3 separate regions of the Mus musculus genome follow, and regions 2 and 3 are each linked to region 1. A link is a contact called in public HiChIP or PLAC-seq data. All regions are on one chromosome and are shown on one strand. The core of a region is the stretch at or near the end of the contact, and the rest is flanking DNA. Distances in the headings are between cores, read along the strand shown.

Region 1 (3,773 bases), core at 898-3,397:
CAACCACACCCACACATCTTCACTTTCAGTCCCTGTGAGCTGCTGTCAGTTTCTGAAGCCCATTCTTTTCTGTGGGTGCTGGGAATTGAACCCAGATCCTCTGGAAGAGCAGCCAGTCCTCTAACTGCTGAGCCATCTCTCCAACTCGCCCATTGTTTTCTTATCTGTAGTTTTTATCATGTGGGGTTTGTCCTTGTAATATTGCCAGAGGCACACACAACAGCAACAAAGATTTTCAACTTGTTCTGTTTTTCTTTGTGAAGCAAGGGCTCTACCACTATACCCTTTGCCTCTCTTCAAGTTTGGATTTCAGTGAAGATGTTACTTCCTCTGTGGACATGTCCTCTGGTCCTCTACACCCTGCCTCCCTTCTGTGCTTGCTATTCACCTTTGCTGTTATAAGCCTTCTTAACAGTACTACCATCTTTTGTGGCCTCTCTCCCTAGGGACATTGCATATTGTTTAATTTGGCTGATCCATTGAAAGCTTTTTATTTCATCTCCTCTCTCTTCTGCCCTTTCATCCCATCCTTCCTGCCCTCCTCCTCTCCTCCCCTCCTCGTCTCTCTTCTTTCTTGACAGGGTTTTACTTGTAGTCTAGGCTAGCCTAAAAATCATAATCTTCCTATCCCAGCTTCCCTGGGGCTAGGATTACAGGCATACGCTACCCCTCCCAGCAGCTGCAGTGTGTTCAAAGGACTTTTGTCTTTATGATGTTATAGCTATCTGGTGAAATAGGCAGGCTCCACAGAGTACAATCAACAGAAGAATTTGATCACCTACTTAGATCAAAAAGAATAAAAATAAGCTGGTGTAGTGGTGCCGGCCTTTGGTACCAGCACTGTGAATGCTGAGGCAGGCAAGTCTCTATGAGTTCAAAGACAGCCTTTTCTACAAAACAAGTTTAAGGACAGCCAGGGCTACATAAATAGAACTAAGGTACTAATTTACATAGTCATTGTTTTGTGTTAAGCCCACTAGGACATTTAAGGCTGAGGAGATATGATGGCTTGGCTCAGAGAAATTGGGTGAATCAAACTCTCATAAGTCACTGTGGGGTAGACCTCACCCTTTGACTTTCTAGTACAACTCTTTCCCTGCAGTCCTACATTATCTCTGAGACTCTGTCCTAATCAGATACATTCGATGAGAAGGCACTATTGTATCTCATTGTAAACCTGCCAGTTGAAGTGCAGGTTCTGAAGTGAAAGGAACATGGGTAAGCAGGAATTATTCCCACACAGAAGGTCAAGGAAAAATGTTAGACCTGGTGCAACATGGTATGAGCTGAAAGGGGGTTAGAAGGACTCCTCTATTCTGGAGAAGGGTCTGAGACACACTGAAATCTTCAGCTGTCAAATGCTTTACGTGGGGCTAAGAATACACTGGCCAGGTGGGATGAGAACAGAAATGGCGGTGGGCGCATATTTGGCAGCCATCTTCCAAGACCATCAATTCTTTTTTTTTTTTTTTAAGATTTATTTATTATTATATATAAGTACACTGTAGCTGTCTTCAGACACACCAGAAGAGGGCATCAGATCTCATTGCAGATGGTTGTGAGCCACCATGTGGTTGCTGGGATTTGAACTCGGGACCTTTGGAAGAGCAGTCAGTGCTCTTAACCGCTGAGCCATCTCTCCAGCCCAAGACCATGAATTCTTTAATCCCTAAACAAGTAAAGTGGAGGACCTGTAATGTAATCAGCCTGTAATCAGACAGGAGGGATGCCTCTCAGCATTTTTATCCTCACCTTGGGAACTGGAGTGATGGGTATTATCATCCAATTCAGTGGGAAACCTAGTCTGTAGGGAGAGTTCACATAAGAACTGTGTCCTGCCTTTGGGCAGAGAAGAGGATAGCCCTGTAGGGTCAGTAGATTCAAGCCTTCAGGACTAGACACTCTCTGTCCCGCTGTTTCCCAAGTGTCTCCTGGGGAGTGATTCAAGGCCAAGGTGACAGTGGGTTTGGAGCCCAGATGAAAGGATTTCAGGGACCACAAGACAAGATCCCTGTGTGGTGGCTGCTGGAAAGAGGAGGGAGTGTGTGGGGGTCAGTGACGCAATTGCCCTGGCTCACAGGCAAGGAGGAGGAGAAGGCTCGCAGTGTGTCTCCTTATAAAGAGGACTTCACCACATGAAGCAGGGGGTGAAGGTGATCCCACTGTGAGTCACCCAGGAAGGGACGCCGTGTGCCCGGAGCCCAGAAGGGAGGAGCTGTGGATTTCCCACTCTTCCTTCTATGATCTTGTGCGTAGTCTGGGTTGTTTCAGTCCGGCCAGTTACATTGCTCCTCTCCTGCCTCTAACCACCCCCAGGGACTATTCTTGATATGTCTGGGTTTTGAATCTGTCAATTTGTTCTTGAGTTCTAGTTGTTTTGTTTTATTTTGTTTTCTACTGAAATTTGGAATCTATTGATTTCAGGAAACCCAAACCATAACTAATTGTGTTTGTCTTTGAGAAGATGGCCTGGTGGCTCTTTGCCAAGCACAGTTCTGGCTCTCAGATTGTGTTTGCTTTTCTCCTTATCTTCAGCCAAGGCAGGTATCACATCCTGGACTGGAATCTGGAAGGATTCTAGGGTGCCCTGATCCAACTGCCCCTCACTTGATGCCAGCTAGAGTCTGTCCTTTATTGAGGTTTGGGACTGTAGAGAGCTCTGGGGAGTTTCCCTGTAATCAGCCAGCCACCATCCCCACACTGCCTTGTAATAAAGCAACTCTATATTTGTTCTGTTTATAGTCTCCTCTGTAATAATGCCATAGCCCTCACTTCTCTTTCTCTTTAGGGAGATTTTCTGGGTAATAGAAAATTCTGAAATGTTAAAAGAGGAATGTAGACTCAGAAGACATTTTTATCTAGACTGTCTTCCTCTGGGAAGGTGCCCAGGAAAGGCAGGCAGTCTCTGCCTTGAGGAAGCAGCATGCTGCGGTGAGCATGCATGTGCTCACACGAGTGTGCATGTGTATGCCTATGTGTTCATAGGTATATTGTGTATGTGCTATATGCACTTGCATACATGTATTCTGTGGCCTTGAGGATGTATTATGAAGACGGGCCCTGTGGGAGAAGCTCTGGGTATGTGCTGTGGCTGGGGCAGATTTGAGGTACAGCATCCTTGTGAAGAATGTGAGTGGTGTATGAAAGGGGTGAGCACAATAATGGGCAAGTTTAGGTCCAGAATAGACTCTATCAAAGCCATCCTTCCACTCATTCTTACAATGACACCCCTTTTCTCTGTCCCCTAGCCTTTTGGGGCCAAGGTCCAGTGATTTTGCTAGTGTTCCATATTCTTCTTGCCTTTCCTCACCTCACTTGCAGCTAGTCAGAGAGAAGCCAGAGACACACTGTTGAGGAAAGAGTCTGTGTTGTGAGTTGTGTTCATGCTGTTCCTTCCCCCACAGTGGAGGCTCTGCATTCAGATTTAACCTAGATGGCCGACACTGAGAACTGTTGTTGCCAAGTTATTACTAACAATTCTGATTTTGCCCATTTCCCTCTCCACACCCCCCCAGATTCTATAAATACTTTATTATATGGCACTAATAAAACTTCAAGTATTTCTTTTTATTAGAACCACATAATATGGTAATTGTATGACAGAACACAGCTCCCGTGAGTAGCCCCCACCTTCCTAGGTGTGGCCTCTCAGCACCTCAGCTTGGGTTAGGTCCACAGGCCCCTCTGTTCCCGAGTGTTTTGAAGGGGGCTGGGTTGGTGCTTTCAGACAGAGAGCTAAGGGGTCAAGGCCTTTGAGCAAGATCGGCCTAGAG
Region 2 (3,773 bases), core at 346-2,845, 230 kb after region 1:
TGGGGCTCTCGTAGGGGACTTTGTTCCGAGTCTCCAGGCTGGAGCAGTTCCAGCGCTGGTCCCGGAACTGATGCTGGCACTCATGGATGGCGATCTGGATGCCCTGGATAGCAGAGGCGGCCACGTCAGGGTGACGCACACACACCTCCATCTGCCGCCGGCTCAGGCCGGGCAATGTCAGGCACACTGTGTTGGCGTTGAGCACGGGCTCTGGGGGTAGGCGGAGGCCCAGGATGTCGTTGGGTGCTGACCTGCAGGCATATGGGGTGGAGTGGATAAGCATTTTGTGGGAGTCTGTGAGGGCCTGTTTAATAACACACATTCTGTCCCACAGGCCGTAATCACTCTTCCCCCAACCCTGGTTCTTACAGTTGGGCCAAGAATCTATGCCTCTCCCCATCCATTCCAATACAACCCACCCAGCTGCACACCCACGGAGGTAAATGTATGTACTCAGTATTTTAGAAGTTCCTCCCCAGACACAGATGCCTCAAAGGGCGCCCAGGAGCCTGCTCCAAAGCTATGTTTCAGCAACTGGCATTTCTTCAGGCATACTCCTGCACACATAATGGTGGGAGCAGAGACCCAGAGCACTTAGCACTTACACACTTCCTCAGACAGTTATAAATACACACACTCAGGCACATTCACACACATGCTTGCTCTAACATATCTTGGCCCATAGGCTCTCATAGGCACACATGTATTTATTCAAACTGCTGGTTACCTAGCCCAGCTTACACCAGACACAGACACACACAAACACACACAGACACACACAGACACAGACACAGACACACACACACACACACACACACAGACAGACACACACACACACAGACACACAGACACACACACACACACACACACACACACACACACACACACACACACACACACGGCCTTTTAGAGGCAGTCTCTCGCTTGACCCCACCTGAGATGCGGAAACCCCCTCCAACCCCTCTGATCTTGCTCCCATCCGGGGTTATCTGCAAGGTGGAATGAGGTAGTTTCAACTTATTCTTGGAATAGGGGTGCATTGCCCTAAGGGGGGGAGAAACCTTAATTGACACTTATTCCCCCAATACCCATCTCCCGACCTAGCTGCTATAACTCACCTGGGCACTTCCCTATCTCCCTGGATTGCCCATATCCTGTCACCAGTCCAACCTCTTCCTTGGAGGTAGCTCACTATCTTTGATTGGACACCAGCACTTTTCTGTGACCCTTTCTCCCGTTCATTCCAGGGTCCCTTCCCCAGCAAGAGCACCGGAGCGGGCCTGGGGGGTCCTAGCTCTCCAAGAGGGCGGAGCATGAGGTGAGAGCTCACCTGGGCACAGCGGCAGCCAGCAGCAGTAGGAAGAACAGGAGCGCCCAGAACTCAGGCCGCGGCTGGGGCCCTTGTGGGAGCCGCAGCCAGGGGCGAGGGTGGGCGCTGCCCATGGCGCGCGGGCCGTGACAGGCCAGGAGTGGGGGGCTCACAGCCCAGTGGGACTGGCGAACCAGGGTCGCCGGCGCATGATCGGCAGGGGTGGGGCGGCTGCGACACACAGCTCCTACTCAGGTCACAGCTCCCGCAGCAGACGGCGCCCGCCTCCCCGCTCCATGGGGCAGCGCCCCCGGGCACCGCCCTCGGGGGGGTGGATGGGGAGCGGGCGAACCGGGCACCTCCTGGCACAGGGGTCCAGGGAATTTCCCAAGGGCCCCTTGCGACAACTCCTGGTGCCTCTAGAGGGTAAGGGGGAGGGGGCCTCTAGAGGGTAAGGAGGTGCAGCGGGCTGGGGACTGGAGGCCGAAGTTCTGGGGCGCAACCCCCCACCCCAGCGCCGCGCTGCGAGCCTGCGCTTCCGAGGGTGTGCGAGGCGGGCGCGGTGGGGGCGGTACTGTCTGGCCCAGCCCCACCGCCTGAAGAGTGAGTGACTGTCCTGGCTCGGGAGTTCTGTACCCCCCCCCCCCCATGTAGTGTCTAAGGGTTCTACCCCAAGTGACGTCACCACAGGAGGTGGCATGCTCCCGTCCCCGAGGCCACTGAGTCCGCTTTGGACTGGCGCGCCGTGTTTGCTGGAGAGGGGGGAGGGGAACGCATGCAGAGGGTGAAGGAAGGAGAGGTACTGGCATCTTGGCTATTGGCACCATGTACTGTGAGATGTTGGGCACTGGTCTGTGTGTTAACCCGAGTTGTGTGTGCTTCACTGAAGCTGAGACACAGCTGCAGGGGAGTGTCCCAACCCACCCCAGCACACACCTGCGGGTCTGGAGGGGAGAGGCCAGCCCCTCCGTTTTGCCTACTCTGCTTCAGGAGGGACTTCCCCCAGTTTGCCAAGAGAGACAGACAGGTGTGTGTGGAGGTCCCAGAAGGGGATTTGGCAGCCTCCGGCTTCCTCCCTGCTTTGCAAGGTGACCTTCCACAGGTGCTTTGAGAGGCAGCTTCTGTCCCTTCATGAAATAAGTAATGGAGCCCACCTCAGTGGGCTACCAAAAGCAAAAGGGTCAGGTAGCTAGTAAATGACTTTTGTGACCTAGGTGCCTTGAGGGTGGCTCTAGCTGGGAGCAGGGATTAGAGACCATTCTAGTACAGAAGTTTGAAGTCAGAACATTTTACTCACTGCCCCCCTTTTACTTCCCAAGAAAACACAGAGGCCTAGAGAGGCTCATGGCTTACATAAGATCTAACAGCAAATTAGCCAGAGAGCTAACCTGGATTAGTTGTCCTGACCCTCTCCACACCAGCTGTGTCCCCTACACTGAAAACAGCGTGCTATTGCCCAGGGGTGCTTTGAGACATGACCTGATCTGGTACTGGTCTTACATGGGCTGTCTGATTGGTCCTCTAGGGTCCCTTCTTTTCTTCTCTCACCCTCCTGGTTGAACTCTAGACCCCTGCTCAATGTAGAGAGTGTCTGGGACCAGAGAAAGGGTCTGAGAATCAGAGGCTCTGCCTTCTGGTTCTGGTTCTAATCTGGGTCCTGACAGTGAGTCTGACTCCTGCTGTGTCCTAGGCATTATCCTCTGTGAAATGGGCACGGGTCTACTATTATACAAACCCACGGACCTCATGTCCCACAGCTCCCTCTATCTGAAGAGAGCCCCTTTTGGCTTAAGAACAGAATTGCCATAGCCTATGGGCTCCAAGACAAAAGGAGCCCATTCCAGGAATTGACCCTCCTTGGAGAATTGGAGGGGAGGTGCTTTTCTTGCCCCCAGATTGTCAGGTGGTGGGGGTGGCCTGAAGGGCTGCAGGCTGATGACACACTCTCCCTCCTTCCCCCATCTCTGCCGGCAGCCATAGAAGGCAGCTGTCAGGAATTAAGAGCTTGGGGCTGCTGGGGGTTGGGGTGGGACAATGAGGGAGCAGTCTAGCTGGATAGCAGGAAAACAGCCAGGGGCAGGAAGCAGCCTGTGTCAGCAGAGCCTTGTTTGACCCTAGCCACCCTCTGTCCTCCTAACTCTCCCCATCGTGGTGGTGCCCACAGGAACAGGGACCACTTGACACTACAGTGGGGTCACGTGGGAGGGAGGCACAAGCCTGGGATATGCAGCATCTGCAGGCTGGTGAACCAAATTCTGATTGTCTGAAACCAAGGCCCAGAATAGATTGGAAATAGACCCCCTCCCAACCTAGGCAAGGAAGCCATACTTGAAGTACAGACATCCCTGTCCACATCTAGTGCCCAATCACCTTAGTGTTGTCTGCCCTCGAAGCAGCATATGTATCTGCTGGGGTAGGCTGTTGTGGGGAGACCGACTCTAGAGTCCAAGGCACTGGATCAGGG
Region 3 (3,773 bases), core at 415-2,914, 190 kb before region 1:
TCCTTGCCTTGGCTCATAAGCTACAGCACATACAGGTGTGCTGTGCATATACTAAGTGTGAGTGGAAGCTGTGGGGGCTCAGGTGGCTCCTTATACATTGCTCTGCTAGCCTTGTACACAATCCTGTGCCTGTCTGACCTCAAGACTGAAGTGGTTACCTCAGTTTTACAAAGAACGGAATCTGAAGGCCAAACAGGTTTAGAGTTTTGCCTAATTGTTCAGATCTTTTTCTATCCCTTGTGCCGTGTGGGTTCATAGGAAACGAGAAGATCTTCAGAGTGGCCACTGTGTCCTGTGATCATCAAGACTCATTCCTTTGCACAGACCATGACCCATGATTGCAAGCGGCTTAACCAAATGTCCGTGTCCATTTTCTTTTTACAGAGGAGACCCTCTCCCAACCATGGTGCTAGGGATCAAACCCAGAACTTCACAAATGATGACAGCATGCTACCAACCGAACTACACACTCAGCCTCTCCCAACGAAATTCTCCTAACCAGATGTCAAGGACTAGAAAGAGATCTTGTGAAATGTATTGTATTCTTTTCTATGACTTCTCTTAAGTCAAATGCCACTAGCTACTTTGTTGATAGAACGTCTGCCATTGCTGTATATATTTCGGCCTTGTGTTATGCTGACAAACAGCTCTGTCCCTAAGAAGAGAATGGAAGCCCATGCTGGTGAAATCTTTTTCAAGTGATGACTACCTTAGGAGTCAGAATTTTTATGGCCATGAAAACCAGCACCTGGGCTCCTCCTGAGGGATTTTTTTTCCGGTGGGGGTGATGTATGTCTGAGAAAGCAGAAATAGTTTTTAGAAAGGCCTGTCCTAGTACGAAATGGAAATAAAACGTAGAAAGGAGGTATCTCTTCGACTGTACAAGCCAAGAACTCAGTGACACTAAGTCACTTGCCCAAGGTTGCATAAGGCCGACCGGATGCTGTTCCAGAGGCTCCAGGTTCTGTGCTCCACCGCAGCAGGTAGGTGGTCGAGGCGGGGAGCTAACTAATAGTGACGGCGCTAATGACGGAGCCTCTGACCAGCGAGTGGCCTGGCCGGTGAAAGGTGGCAGATTCTCGCGTCGGCCCTCACAGATTGGCTGCGCCGCTCGGCTTTGAGGGATAGTCTACCGGATCGGCACCCTGGGGCTCAGGCTCTGTAGTTCTAGGTCCTCGGCCTCCTACAGGTGTGGGCGAAAGCCTACCAACTCGGCCGGGGACCAGCAGGCGGCGGTCTGCTGTAAGGGGGTCTCGGGCGACCAGTCCCAGCTGCCCAACCCGCCCGAGCCCGGGAGGCGACGCTGGGAGGACAGCGGAGAAGGCCGGGGACAGCCGCTTTTGAAGGATTGCTTGAGCTTCATCCGCCCTAAATCGGAATACCTGCACCATGAGCGTCTACATGACGCGGGTGCATTCGAGACACGCTCCGCCACCGCACCCTGCGTCTCTGCTTCGGACCTTCGGAATCCGGGACATCGGCTCAAAACTAGGAACGAATATGGGCCGCTGCTTCTAAGCCAAACCCGACAGGTGAGAGAATCCGGAGCGGCAAGGGGAGGGGATACGCCTAGGTTTCACTCCCCTGGTGGCCACCTATCCTGACGGGGATGTAGTCTTTAAACCACCCCGCCCCATGGTGGGCGGGCTGAGCGCGCAGGTCCCGCCTCCTGCCTATAAGAGCGGTGCGGCACTGCAGCTCCGCAGATCTCACCGAGACCCGTGACCCCGACTCTACGTGAGACGTACAGCCCAAACTCATCATGGTGAGTGAGGCCCCGCCAGGATCTCTCCGGTCCTATAAACAAATGTCCCGCTTCTCTGGGGGAACCTTCCACTAGAGATCTGAAGACCCTTTCCTTAGCATTCCGAGTTTCCAGGAGATGTAAGAGTTTTGCACTTCCCCCACCTCTCCCGGTGACTTTGACCTAGTGTGTTGTCCACCTTCAGAAGCTGGGGACTGAGGGAGGGTGTTTCACTAGCAGAGAGGAGCCCTTCTGTAGTGTCCTCCTGCCCTACCAAGCGTCTGTGTTCCAACCCTCCTGAGGGGAGTCACGAGGTTCCGTACCCAGTGCTCTCCTCCGGCAGCAGAAGACCTGCTCAGCTGCCCCCGCCACCCATACCCCCTGAGTGAGTCCCTGGAACTGACCGAACACGTGCCTGGCGCCGGTTGGTTTAAGGGGTTACTTGGTACCGCACCCCGTCTTCCTCCGTGTGCCTTCTTCCCATCTACACCCCCCACATGACTCAGCACCCCCTCCTGAGCCAGGAGGGGTGGCGGGAATGGGGTTCGGTCTCGGGAGGCCAGCGGGCCCCTCCTACCCGAGTGCGGGTGCTCGCGGGTGCTCGGAGAACAGGCAGAGACAGCTGGCGCTGATCGACAGCCCCGGCCTCGGCCAGGTGGCGGGGGAAGGGAGAGAGGTGTATGAAGGGGTTTGTATTTATAGCCCGGAGCGGGGGCAGAAATCCAACCCGAGCTTTCAACTGGGAAGTAACTGGAAAGACTCCAGTGGGAGAGCAGACGTAGGGCCCAGGTACAGATGGCGTTCCCCTGGCTTGTGCAGCAAGGCGGGTTTCCTCAAGGGCCTCCTAGCAGGTTCCACTTCCTTTTCTGGGTATTTAGAAATTGTCGTGCCCCACCCCGCCCCCACGCGCCATTTGGTTGTGAAAAGGGAGGCGCACAGGTTCTATAGACCTGGGCGTTGCAGGGGTTAAATTATGGACCACCTAGATGTAGCCTTAAGTTGCCAGGGCTCCAGTATGTATACCTGTATTGCCTGCCCCTGCCGTCAGCGTTTACCCGTATTATCGCTGCTATTTCCATGTGGGCTGAGGCGAGGATGGAGGTGGTGAAGCAACGCAGAGTGTGAGGGTGGAGGTGGGGAGAGGAGCCAGATGGGATTGATCCCTCAGGGCCAGATGGAACTTAAAAGTGGAGGTTCTAGCATCCTGAAGGCCAGAATGGTCAGTTGATACCAGATGGAAGGTTGAGACACCTCTTTGCCCACAGGAAAGAAGGGGAGAGGGTTGTGAGAATTTTCAAGGCAAAGATTAACCAGGGAGGAAGCTGCTGGCTATAAACTATAAAACATATTTCTAGACGCTGCACGATCTGGAAGCAACTGGAAAGTCTTCTGTCTCTCGGTGTCTATCCCTCTCTGTGTCTTTCTCTCCCTGCACCCTTATTATAATTGCTGAAGCCCTGCCTGTCAGGTGTGCATGTCCTCTCTGTCCTGTGTATCCTGTGGATGTAACAGGATTATACAGCTCTCACTTGGTAAATTCTCTACTGAGAAGTAGGCTAAGGGGTTGGTCTGCCCTGCTGGCTACCTCCAGTCTGGGGAGCCCTGTGCTGAGGAGACTGGAGAGGCTGCCAGCTGCTTCTGACCACCATGAGTCCCAACCTTACCATACTTTTACCAACTGAGTAATCTCAGCCAATAGGCAAAAGGGTGAGAAAGAACCGAATGAAGTGGGTAGTTGTGGGTAAGGACTTATGCTGTGACCTTCTCTGTATCCCTCAGCGCGAGTGCATTTCAGTCCATGTGGGGCAGGCAGGTGTCCAGATGGGCAATGCCTGCTGGGAGCTCTACTGTCTGGAACATGGGATTCAGCCTGATGGGCAGATGCCCAGCGATAAGACCATTGGTGGAGGGGACGACTCCTTCACCACCTTCTTCTGTGAAACTGGAGCTGGAAAACATGTGCCTCGGGCAGTCTTTGTGGACCTGGAGCCTACTGTAATCGGTGAGCAAGGGGGGGAGGGGTCCCCTT

The links. HiChIP or PLAC-seq counts read pairs in DNA pulled down with a chosen protein or histone mark.
Region 2: a FOXA1 HiChIP or PLAC-seq map of pancreatic cancer cells shows a contact between it and region 1. The contact joins the promoter of Wnt10a here to the enhancer-like site in region 1. A contact is called at or near these places in 1 of 39 promoter capture datasets (stem cell-derived epiblast-like cells), 2 of 115 datasets of contacts at active chromatin or transcription factors (embryonic stem cells and pancreatic cancer cells) and 1 of 9 other capture datasets (adipose tissue).
Region 3: a FOXA1 HiChIP or PLAC-seq map of pancreatic cancer cells shows a contact between it and region 1. The contact joins the promoter of Tuba4a here to the enhancer-like site in region 1. A contact is called at or near these places in 4 of 39 promoter capture datasets (cranial neural crest, frontonasal cranial neural crest and liver), 3 of 115 datasets of contacts at active chromatin or transcription factors (bone marrow-derived macrophages, fetal liver and pancreatic cancer cells) and 3 of 9 other capture datasets (adipose tissue, liver and pancreatic islet).

Annotation. Positions count from the first base shown.
Region 1 is chr1:75,023,370-75,027,142 of GRCm38.p6, reverse strand. All of the region lies in intron 6 of Nhej1 (non-homologous end joining factor 1), which reads left to right. Among named protein-coding and RNA genes, the nearest start is that of Ihh, 74 kb to the right of the region's middle. Within about 2 kb of position 2,147, at least 50 of the 459 cell types and tissues checked have an H3K27ac peak or open chromatin away from gene starts, as enhancers often do. A contact at or near this core is called in liver, pancreatic cancer cells and pancreatic islet, where this site is marked.
Region 2 is chr1:74,789,841-74,793,613 of GRCm38.p6, reverse strand. Wnt10a (wingless-type MMTV integration site family, member 10A) reads right to left here and starts at 1,595. Exons shown (of 4, transcript NM_009518.2): 1 at 1,331-1,595; 2 at 1-251. The coding sequence starts at 1,443. It overlaps Gm32099 (a long non-coding RNA gene), which reads left to right. Exons shown (of 4, transcript XR_865547.2): 3 at 1,248-1,318.
Region 3 is chr1:75,217,185-75,220,957 of GRCm38.p6, reverse strand. Tuba4a (tubulin, alpha 4A) reads left to right here and starts at 1,664. Exons shown (of 4, transcript NM_009447.4): 1 at 1,664-1,765; 2 at 3,524-3,746. The coding sequence starts at 1,763. It overlaps A630095N17Rik (RIKEN cDNA A630095N17 gene), which reads left to right. Exons shown (of 3, transcript NM_001243090.1): 3 at 385-863. The coding sequence ends at 498.